Linked DNA regions of Anas platyrhynchos: region 1 is linked to region 2. The links are chromatin contacts, called in public Hi-C maps. All regions are on one chromosome and are shown on one strand. Each heading gives the region's core, a stretch centred on a gene start, on an enhancer-like site or on the middle of the called end of the contact. The rest is flanking DNA. Distances are from core to core; before and after follow the strand shown. Region 1 overlaps FILIP1 (filamin A interacting protein 1). Region 2 holds the start of FILIP1 (filamin A interacting protein 1).

Region 1 (2,700 bases), core at 115-2,614, 51 kb after region 2:
CAGGCAATTTACTACTGTGAAATCAAGGGCAGAGGTACTATCAATTATAGTAATGAAAAAATCATAGAATGGTTTGGGTTGGAAAGGACCTTAAAGATCATCTAATTCCAACCCCCCTACCATGGGCAGGGACACCTCCCACTAGATCCAGTTGCCAAAAGGCCCACCCAGCCTAGCTTTGAACACCTCCAGGGATGGGGCATCCATAGCTTCTCTGGGCAACCTGTGCCAGTGCTTTACCACCCTCTAAGTAAAGAATTTCTCCTAAATGTCTAACCTAAATCTACTGTTTTTTAGTTTAAAGCTATCACTTTTTGTGATGGTTTTGTGATGGACACTTTTGTGATGGACACAATCATCTATTTGGTAATAAAACTGCTTTAGAATTACGTGTTTTACAAAGTCATTATCCTTAATAAAATGTCAGTATGACTGGACAGCTGTAGGCTGAAAACCACTTCCACAGAGTTTTAACATCCTTCTCTGCTAATGCCTGAACTGCACTCACTAGAGCTAGATCATGTTGTTTAGACTTGGAGGGTCAGCTGGAGAGGAAGGAATACTGGAATAACTGTTTCTGATCCATTAAACATCTTGTCTAGAGGGGAGGGAAGAGGATGAGCAGCTTTTTTTTTTTTTTTTTTTTTTTTTTTTTTTTTTTTTAATTAATGTATTTCTGTACAAAATGTAACAGAAAGTACTGCCCCAGATCAACTTTAAGTTTTGGTCTTGGGATCAGTGTCCTTAACTGATCCTCCTTTGCAATCTTCTTCAAATCATTTTAGTCACCTGATGTCACTTGACTAGGTTTTTATTTGTTTGTTTTTGGTTTTGTTTTTTCATGTACGTAATAAGACTTGTACACTCAGTGCAACAATAATGAGAACATGTATGTCATTTCTCATTTTCCTGGGAAAAGGCTCACTCTGTGGAAGAGAACATGGCCAACCCATTTGTGATAGATGCTAGATGCATGGACTTTCTGCCTTTAAAATATCTGGGATTCTCAGGAGAGCTTGCAGTAAGCATATCTCTTATGTGTCATACTGCTGTCCAGTCCTCTGAGTCACCAGCTGTTAATTTAACATTTCAGTTGTAGCTAAGTCTGTTTTTATTAACTTTGCTGTCCCCGTTGTGTATTTATTAAGTTTGTGTCTCCTATTCTCCAGCTGACAATCAGATAAGCTCTTGAGAGCAAAACTGATTATTTTCCATCCAAAATGAGTTTTAATAAAAGCAAATATAAGCCTTTATATAACAACTGTGAGAACATGGCTATCTGAGAAAGTGTCTTGTTTCTAGGGTTAAAGGCTCCACCTATTGGTTGACTAAAACGAGAGAAATGCAATATTTCAATATAGAAAACGGCTGGTCCTACTGAACATCCTGTGTCTTGCCACATCTTTGCGAAACTGCTGGCTTCAGTGTAGGACTATGCATGAGGTCCAAAGTAAAACGAGCTCAGTGACATATTTCTGAGAGCTGTGCACACGCGGCACTCAAACTGATGCAGGGCTGAGAGATTATTAAGGGAAATCCTTTTCTAAGACAGGAATGGTTTGGATTTTTCAAATGAAGAGCTTCTTACCCTGGAAATGACTGTTTTTCTTTGGAAAATAAAATAAAATAAAATAAAATAAAATAAAATAAAATAAAATAAAATAAAATAAAATAAAATAAAATAAAATCAAATCATAAATTCTTCCAAGCCAGCAAAATTAGTGGAACTGACTGACCCAAGTACAGTTAGAAGGTACCTTCCAGGCATTTGTGGCCTTTGTGTTTAGACAAGACGGGAGCAGAAGTGTTGATGGAGTCAGTTTTATAATGAAAGCCCATTTCCCAAGATTGTCCCAGGCAGTTTCAGCAGTTCAGGCAATACGGCAGTTTGAAAGCTCTGGTATTGTTCCTGGGGACTCAACGGGGAGATGGAGAAGGGACAGGACATCTGAGAGAAGCTTGGAGAAGACAAGAGGAAGGACAGATGTTGAACACAATCAGGGGGATTTTGGAGACAGTGGGAGGCTATGAGGACATTGTGGGCATTGGCAGGAGTCTTCATTCTGCACCTTTTGTTGTCTGCCCTCGCAAAGTCACTTTTCTCTAAGAGCTCGCACCACTTCCCTTGTCTCCTCTGACTATTCCTTTGCTCAAGTAGTTGGCTGTACTGGTAAGTGCTCGCTGTAATGCAACCCTGCTATTCTTGCCCATTCATCAGTCATCAGTAACTTGAATGCGTATCCGTGGAGCACAGAGCACTGGAAAACATTTTGTTGAAGCCAACAAAATGCTTGGACAAGAGAAAGTTGTGTATACAGTTTATTACACATGTATACACGCTTGCTGCTGTTGGTATCCTGCTCTGAGTTATGCAGTCTCTGCAGACGAGGCAGAAGGATTTCCTCTGAACTTTGTCATCCTGACAGCTATGGCCCCAGTGGCACCAGCTTGTCTCTCACTCTGACCTGCTCCACACATGCTCATTCCTGCTAGAAGCCAGCTAGATGACTGCAGAAAGAAATACCTGTTTGGGTTTGCTCCTCTCAGAGAAACACCAAGAGGTACTTACACCAGCATCTTCTAGTACCTACCTGACGTTCAGGTCAGAGCATCTAATTTCAAGTGCTTCAGATCCTCACAGAGTCAATGAAACACTTTCAAAAACCAGTTTGTAGAGCTTGAGTTGCACATCTAATTAAG
Region 2 (2,700 bases), core at 86-2,585:
AAATCTACCATCAACGTCTAAATATCAGTTACTTGACATAGTACCTAGTATTTACTACATCTTTATAAGCTCATTGGGAATGGGAGTCTTCCTTCACTGTTCCTTCCTTGTTTAGAAAATATCACAGCTCAAGCAGAATGTAAGCCTGTCTCATTATGGAGATGGGTTTAGAGTACCAAGGTACAGCTAATACTACAGCTCCATCCCATGAGGGCTTGTGCTCACCCTTTGGCATCTCATATAGTTATGCCCAGTTAGGATCCTACATGTTGAAATCAGCACAAAGAGCACAATACCTCTCTGCTTCCCCCCTACTATCTGCACAGTGACCCAGCATCAACAAAAGGTATTGTTATGATTTGCGTGTATCTCCTGCTTTTGCTCTGAACGGATGACATGTCTCCAGGTACAAATATGGATGCGTGATTTTTTAAATGTTTTTCTACCTTTTTCTTTCCTTTCTTCTTTCTTTCCTGCCTCTTCATCTAACCGTAGGTGAATATTGCAAATTGTCACTGGGGTAAAGCTTTCCAAGAGGCCCATTTTGCATTTCACTCTGAAGCACAGCTCGGGTCTGAACAGAGTTGTTAGGGTAAGAAATAGTCTTTGCCAGAGACATTTACAGGGGCTGTTCTGCCATGAATTGGTAGAACTTCACTCCAGAGTCTGAGACTGCAAAGTCTTTGGAGAACTTTGATATGTGGTGGTTTGTGGGCTGAAAAGCTGCCCAATGGTACTCCTGGTTGGTTGATTTGGAGACATGGCTTGGAATTAGCATCAATTAGATTCAGAAGCAAATGTGGATACACAAAAATGTATGCAACGTATCAAGTGATGTGTTCCTAATACTCCTTCTTGCCTGATTCATATCAAGCAAATCAAGGTTTGTGTGGCTTTCCTTTTCTTCTTCAATGAGAGTTAGAGTCAGAGTAGTGAAGCTCTTGGTCCTGGGGAAAAAGGTTGTATTTGGAATAGACATCACGCTGAAAACTTTCCAGCCTAAACCTTTCATTAATTTCCCTGTGTCATCTTAACAAATTTAAACTCTGTAAAAATTATGCTGCAAGAAGTTCTCCCCACGTGTAATTTTTCCTCAAGTGAAGTGCATACCTTTCAAATTATAAACTTCCTACATGTCCTAGGAAAATCCTCACTGTATAAATAATTGAACTCATCTGCTGTGAACACAAGTATTCTTTCTCTAGTGGTCTAAAATATATGCCTAAATACACATCTTGTTCTTAGTGCTTTAAATAGTAATTACTCCCGTGAAGTCACTGGAAGCCCTTAAAAGGATTTGACGGTTTCCTCGCAATCTTTCAGTGAATGTAGTAGCTGGGCTGTGCAGTGCTACATCCACTGATAATTCAGCAGCTGAGGAACTCAGCAAAGCCTGCTCCAAACTTCTCAGCTGTTGACAGGCTTGACTTGCTGAGAACACTGGTTAAATATAGCACAAGCGAGCTGAGCTCAACAAAGTCATTGCTGTAACACTGTGTGAAGAGACCAGAAGAGGGGAAATACAATCTGAGAACTAAACTGCCAAAGCCTAACACCACCTAGCAACAGTTGAAAAAACTTTTAAACAAAAGTCTGGGTGAGACACAGACAGAGTATACCTCCTACTTCTCCTGCCTGGGATTTCTGCGAGAAGCAACTCAGTCCTCTGTTCTCTACCCTATTTCCTTCATTCCTTCAGCTGCTGGTAGACCTTGAAAAGTGGGAAAAGTTTCTCTCTTTGTGTTCTCCTGGGCTGGATCAGGCTACTGCTGTGGTAGTACTGTGGGACAAGCTACTGCGATCTGGCAGTGTAAAGGATCTATTCCTAAGTTCTTGCTGACAGGTAAGACTGAGCTAACCACTCTAATGAATTCTTTTTACAAGGGAGATTCTTTGCTACTGATTATTGTCTGCTCCCTTCTATGAACAATCTTCTGCATGATTTGCAAACTTCAGTAGATAAAAGCTGGGATAAATGTCTTGGATGTTTAATTTAATGCTTTCATCACAGAAAAACGTTGCTCAAATAACTTTTTCAGTTCTTAGAACAAGCACAATCAAGTAGCTATTATTATTATTAAAAAAAAAAAAAGTGTGTGGATTTTGACATGTATCTTGCTTATATCTGCTCACATGCTGACAGAGGACAAACCAAGATTTAAGAATAGAATACATATCACCCCTTACCAGCGATAGTTTAGCAGCTATTAAAAAACAGTGACAGCCTGTATGATAAGTAAGAGGAAATAGCCGTTCAGTAACTGAATTCACTGCATAGTTTGTGACCTAGCATATTTGTACTTTTTGTGTCCTTAATAACTTTCAGTGCGCGGGCACACCTGGTACCTTTCGTACTACTCCAACAGCTCTTGGTTCTTCCTCTTATACTTATTTATACCGATAGAATATTAATCTGATTGATTGTTTAGCTGCATAATCTGCATAACGCGACTTTCCTAAAAACTGACCTTATGTTTGTTATATCCAAGTGTGCTTGAGCTGGGTCATTTTTTATTTTTTTTAAGTGTTTGTTCCTTTCAGCAAAATTGATGAGAAATAAGTTCTCAGATCTTCTACTTTGATACCACAACAGAAGCCTGTGTATCTGTTTGAATAACCTATGGTTTTGTAATGGTCATATAATTTATGAGAGTAATTGCTCAGTATGATTTGCTTTGTCTAAATTAACAAAAGCTCTTT

The links. A called contact is a pair of places that touch in the nucleus more often than the background predicts.
Region 1: a contact with region 2 is called in a Hi-C map of subcutaneous adipose tissue, with 3 times the contacts expected there. The contact joins the enhancer-like site here to the promoter of FILIP1 in region 2. A contact is called at or near these places in 3 of 8 Hi-C or Micro-C datasets (F1 follicle, skeletal muscle and subcutaneous adipose tissue).

The regions. Positions count from the first base shown.
Region 1 is chr3:87,841,162-87,843,861 of IASCAAS_PekinDuck_T2T, forward strand. All of the region lies in intron 2 of FILIP1 (filamin A interacting protein 1), which reads left to right. Among named protein-coding and RNA genes, the nearest start is that of FILIP1, 51 kb to the left of the region's middle. Within about 2 kb of position 1,365, at least 2 of the 8 cell types and tissues checked have an H3K27ac peak or open chromatin away from gene starts, as enhancers often do. A contact at or near this core is called in subcutaneous adipose tissue, where this site is marked.
Region 2 is chr3:87,790,113-87,792,812 of IASCAAS_PekinDuck_T2T, forward strand. It overlaps FILIP1 (filamin A interacting protein 1), which reads left to right and starts at 1,336. Exons shown (of 7, transcript XM_072036266.1): 1 at 1,336-1,843.